Regions from separate parts of the Bos taurus genome. Here region 1 is linked to region 2. Evidence: chromatin contacts called from public Hi-C data. All regions are on one chromosome and are shown on one strand. Each heading gives the region's core, a stretch centred on a gene start, on an enhancer-like site or on the middle of the called end of the contact. The rest is flanking DNA. Distances are from core to core; before and after follow the strand shown. Region 1 overlaps LOC107131356 (a long non-coding RNA gene). Region 2 overlaps LOC107131356 (a long non-coding RNA gene).

Region 1 (2,700 bases), core at 83-2,582, 74 kb after region 2:
TTTAGCAGCAATAGTCCCAGTATTTAACTTTTACTTTGCATCTAAGTAAATATATTTACATATGCTATTTAATAATACAAATAATTTCCCCCAAAGTTTGCATATAAAAAAAAAAACAAAAAAACAATCTTTCATGGTTACTGGGAAGCCTGCAAAAAATGTGCCCATGTCATTTTCCTCAAGTGTGGAATAAGTGCATCACAAAAGCAAGTACAGGACCACTACTGCAAGACTCTGTAAGCCTTTATGGCAGAGCTCTGCTCACCAGAAAGAGAACTCCCTCTCCCAACTTTTCCTAATTCATGCAAGCCTTTACCATTAGTTCTCAGTAAAGAGTCTACACCCAAGTTAATCTGCTCTTTACCCTGCTACTGGCGAATTCTCAAAACAAGACAATTCTGTGCTCTGTGGTCAGCATGAAAGGACATCTCAGGGGAGTGACAGGCAGATGAATACATCTGGGAACTACAGCACCATTGCTAATGACCATAATTTCTCTTTGGGAGGAGTTCTGTAAACCACATTAGCACCTTTCCCAAAGAACAGACGGCACAGGTGAACCCACACCTGAAACCATGCATCAGCCTGACATCCCCTCCCCCCACAGACGCCTATGAACACATTCCCACCCTTGCCTCCCTCACGGCTTCCCTTACCCCCACCTTCTTCTCCCCTGTGCTGCAGCCCTGGGTGGAAACAGGACAGGTCTGGGCTCTGCGGATATCTACCCAGCCAAATGCAGCTGCTATGGGACAACTGACCAGCCTCTGACCCAGAGGCCTGGCCGCCTTGCAGTGGGTGGTGCAGTATTTGCATATGAACTGCTGTCCCCTTTCCTTTTATAGAAGGAAGTGCAGAGGACTTCTCCGTGAGATAGGAGACAGCCAGCAGGAGAGCCTGTGATACGCCCCACTGCAAAGGCAGGAAGCCTCTCTTCCTGGTTACAAGAACCAACAGTAAATTCTGGGACATTTCCAGGGCCTTGCCCCATACCCTGAAACTCAGGATCCATGCAGGGAGCCCTAAGGTCCATCATCTTACACTGCATGCTCACTGCCTGGGCTTGGGAGAAATCTGTACAAGTGCAGTATCAAAGGGCAGATAAAGAGCCAAACGTTAGAGAACAAGCAAGCAGGGAGGGGGGAGTGGAAGTTCCCTGGAGTCAGAGAAAGGAGAGAGGAAGAAAAGCAATTTTTGAAAATAAAAAGATTTCTTTCTCTAGAATTGAGAATGAAAAGCAATGACTAGAAATCACTGGTGAGCAGAGGGAGAAGGGTGACACCATGGTCCCCAGCCAGACCAGAGTTCACATAAGCCTGGGTGTGTGCTTGCTTCCATCCCCGCCTACCCACGGTTCCCGGGGCAAACAAATTCTTGGCTGAGCAGGTATGTGTGGGAGGCCTGATTTATTTTCCAACCAGCAGAACTTTGCCCAGAACTACTTAATCAGAAATTTTCAAGGTCATACATTCAAATATGACGTTACTGCCTCACAAAACAGCTCCAGGGTCTGTGGGGTAGGAGGGTGGGGAGTGTGAGGAGGGGAAAGAAGGAAGTGACCATCCTCGCTTGAACTATCTTCTGACCACTCTTCCTGTATGTCCCCTACACTTTCTCAGAAAATCAACACATCGCAAAAACACAGAGCTAAAAGAAATAATAGCTAACTTTAACAGATGGCAGGCACAATTCTAAATGCTCTGTATATATTAACTTCTCTGACCCTCAACAGTTCTTTGAGGGGGGCACTATTACCATTACCCTACCTGTTTGTAGATGCATCGAGAGGGTAAGTGACCTGCCCAATGACCAACAGCACGGTGCCCTGTGCACCTCCCCTAGGCGATACTACCTCTCTAGCCCCTCGAAAAGGTAAAATTACAAGAGCTCTTTTCCATTGTGGGATATCTAGCCAATTTTTCCTCTGCAGTAGGGTTTCTTAAAGCTACTTTCCTGGGAGGAATATTATCAGAGCCAGTCCCCACCTTTAACCCTGCCGCTCAAAAAGCCATATAAGCTGGAAAAATCCCAAGGCTCAAACCACAATTCCCCTCATGGGCTGCCTGATTAGAAGCAGTTGGAAGTAAAGCTTTGATCCCTGTTAAAATGTAAAAGTTCTGGGAGGTGTACTCTTTATGCTGTTATCAGTTTGTAGTGAAAGTTGTGGTGTTATCTTTTCAATGGTAAGTTTAATGATAAGAACTTCAGGTGGTTTCCAGGCATCTCGTTCACCTGTCCTGTGTGGACTTCTTCTCTGCGGGGTACCTAGGACTCTCTAGGACTTCGCACATAAACAGGTGCTTAATATACCAGTATGGGTGAACAAGTGAATGGCTGAATGGCCATAACTCTTGCAGAGGTCAGGCTCAGCACACATTTATGAAGCAGGTAGGTCTTCAAGTGGCCGCCAAGTTGGGCAAAAGTATCCCTGGAAAGGGGTGGGTATGTGTGGGTGTGTGGGGGTGTGTGTGTGGGCACGCACACACTAGGTTGCTAAGTCGTGTCCCAATCTGTGACCCCATAGACCGCAGCCTGCCAGGCTCCTTTGTCCATGGGGATTCTCCAGGCAAGAATACTGGAGTGGGTGGCCATTTCCCCCTCTAGGGATCAAACCTGCATCTCTTGTATCTCCTGCATTGATAGGCGGATTCTTTACCACTGAGCCACCTAGGAAGCCTGAAAAGATCCACAGAACAAGAA
Region 2 (2,700 bases), core at 186-2,685:
TACAGGTCAATATAAACTGTAGTGTAAATGTGCCAAGAAAGAATGCTGTTTAAACTGTGTCCTTGGATAAAATGCTCTTTAGAAACGGAGAAGCAAAAACCCACAAAAATCAGAAACTGCTGCCATCAGTACTCACCACTGAAAGGCCACACAAGGGATCCCCAGGAACAGGCTGGACTTGTCTGGAGGCAAGGGACTGAATTCCATTAGGAGAGCAGGCAAGTAGAAACAGCAAGTGCCAACACTACCTTTCTCCAGCTCATCTCATTTGCAGACACACAGATTTTGGAATCCTCCAGGACTAACAATGAAAACCACACTAGGTTGTTTTCTCCAATTCCTATGAAATGAGTCAGGAGGTCAAACAACTTCTCCACTCGGGAGAGACAACAATTTCTGAAGCTGCACTCACTGTTTCCAGTAACTGGATTCCTTCTCTTTCCCCTCTAGATAAAAGTACTGCCAATCATCTGTGGAGAGCCCACTGGGTTCTGAATGAGACACATCACAGATACTGCCAGAAGGGTTAGTATCCTTCATGGGGTAGTTTCCCCTTGCAGATAGTCAGGAAGACAAAAATCCAGTTAGGAGTAACACGTGGATGAAGTTTCTTCAGTTAAAAAGAGTTGGCAAAACTTTTTCTTTGTTGAAACCATATAGTCATTTCCTTCACACAAGAAAATGGGAGTGATAGTTAAAATAAATACAGATGGGCAGTAACTGCAGTAACTGGGCTTTTTAAACTTTTAAAAGCCCCTTACAAATGGCTTCCGTCAGTAAAATAGCCTTTCTTCCTCAAAGGGACTAGTATATTCAAAAGATTCAACGATTATTCAATTAATCCATGTTCTGAAAACCTTTCACAGGCTTCTATGAGTCCTGCAGTTCCATCCACTAAATCATACAAAGCAGAAGTATTTAAGAGCTTGCTAGCAGTCCTCTGAATCCATGACTCAAAAGAGGATGAGCCCTGGGTTAGCAACAATCTTCAGAATCCACCACCTACTCACCACACGTAACATTTCTTGTAGTTAGCGACCTTCTTCACAGGAGATCAATCAGCTACTAGCAACGAATCCGTAATTCCAAGGACTCCTACAGTGTAGGCAAGTACTAATACTCGGGCGTGTGTCGCCACACGCAGGCACACAGACCTTCCGCGACAGCGCGTCAGGAGGAGACTGGAAGTACTTTTGCTTTCTGTATCGAGAGTACTTTCTTTCCTTTTAAAGAGGAGGTTTCGTTTTGATCTTGAGACATTCTCTCTGATAAAACCACCAACTGAAAACCTGCCATTATAAACGAGGGATTTCACAACATTCATTCCAAAAAAAAACCGTGGCTATTCATTTCTGGAAGTGACTCACTGCAGAAGAATCACTGGCAGTGGAGGGAGCGTTAATTTTTAGAAGACAGCCCGCCCTCTGAGAAGTGAGCAGAAACCTCAGCGCCGGCGGCAGCCACGTGCCTTGCAGACCCCCCATCACAGCTTCCTGAATCACCACCACCAAGATGACGCGCGATGACCAATTTCCTCTTGTAACTCTCTCAGTACACAAAAATCCTTCGGTCTGTACGCCCTGAATATTCCCCTGCTCCGGCGCAAAGGTTCAAAGAAATCTGAGCGATGGCAGCAACACTTCTCCACCTGTCAACGCTCAGCTGCCGGCGAGTAACCAGCATATGGATACTCACTTCCTGTGAGTATTTCTAAAAGAGCTTATGATATTTCCTTTGGAGAAAAAAAGAAAGTGGGGAGGAAAGCACGACGGGGAGGAGAAGTAACTCCAACAAGCCTGCGGAGCTAAGAGCAGGCAACGTGATCGCTGTTTACCAGCCACGCCTAATTTTAATTTGGTTTCTCAACCCCTGTGTAATTAAGACAGCCAAGAGAGAACAGCATCAGGAGAAAAAAAAGACATTTCACAAATGCTTAGACCTTCCGTGCGCGTGACCAGAAAAGTAATTTTAAGATTCAAGTGAACCAATCTGAAGCTGTTTAGGGCATTAACCCTTCAAGGAAAAAAAGAGTTATTTTTTTGTTTGTCCCTAGATTTCAAATATGGAAACCATCTTCCCCACCCTGGGTGCTGAGAACACCAAAGGCACAGCCTCCGGGTGCCATCCCCATGGTCTGTGAGGAGAGAGAACATTTTCAGATTTGTGATGGGGGCAGAAAAACACGTATCGTAACACCGTCACATGAATACTGACCACGTGATTTTTGCACCAAAGCACCCCTTGAAAACCAACCGTGAAGGGCTAAAATATGACCTTTTGTATTTCTCTTGTCTTTAACCAAACCTGATCACTTCAGAGAAGAGTTTCTTGACAACTGGGCAAACTAAGAAAAACTGCTTTTATCCCATCTTAAACGTCAGAGCTCGTTTTCTGACGGGACGAGTAGACATTTTGCTAAGAGATGAGCTTAAAAAAAAAAAAGCCTGCCCTTTATTTTCAGGCTGTTAATGTGCTTCTATTTAGGTACGAATAGGGGGGCACGGGAGTGGAGGAGCTCATGAAGGCAGGAGGAGAAAAGCACAAGCTTCCACTTAATGGGGCTGAAGAAGAAAAATAAACAGATCTAATGTGTTCACGTTATCTGTTATACAGCACCACTAAGCCCTCAATTTCTAATGTAGCAACACTGACATTTCTACTCTAGCGTCTGTATTTCTCATTTTTTGAACACTCAAGATA

The links. Hi-C and Micro-C count contacts between places; a contact is called where the count stands out from the background.
Region 1: a contact with region 2 is called in a Hi-C map of an unstated tissue, with 2.2 times the contacts expected there. The contact joins two enhancer-like sites. A contact is called at or near these places in 2 of 11 Hi-C or Micro-C datasets (liver and an unstated tissue).

The regions. Positions count from the first base shown.
Region 1 is chr4:94,741,624-94,744,323 of ARS-UCD2.0, forward strand. The region is part of intron 4 of LOC107131356 (a long non-coding RNA gene); the gene reads right to left. Among named protein-coding and RNA genes, the nearest start is that of MIR29B-1, 110 kb to the left of the region's middle. Within about 2 kb of position 1,333, at least 51 of the 102 cell types and tissues checked have an H3K27ac peak or open chromatin away from gene starts, as enhancers often do. A contact at or near this core is called in liver, where this site is marked.
Region 2 is chr4:94,667,481-94,670,180 of ARS-UCD2.0, forward strand. All of the region lies in intron 7 of LOC107131356 (a long non-coding RNA gene), which reads right to left. Among named protein-coding and RNA genes, the nearest start is that of MIR29B-1, 32 kb to the left of the region's middle. Within about 2 kb of position 1,436, at least 57 of the 102 cell types and tissues checked have an H3K27ac peak or open chromatin away from gene starts, as enhancers often do. A contact at or near this core is called in liver, where this site is marked.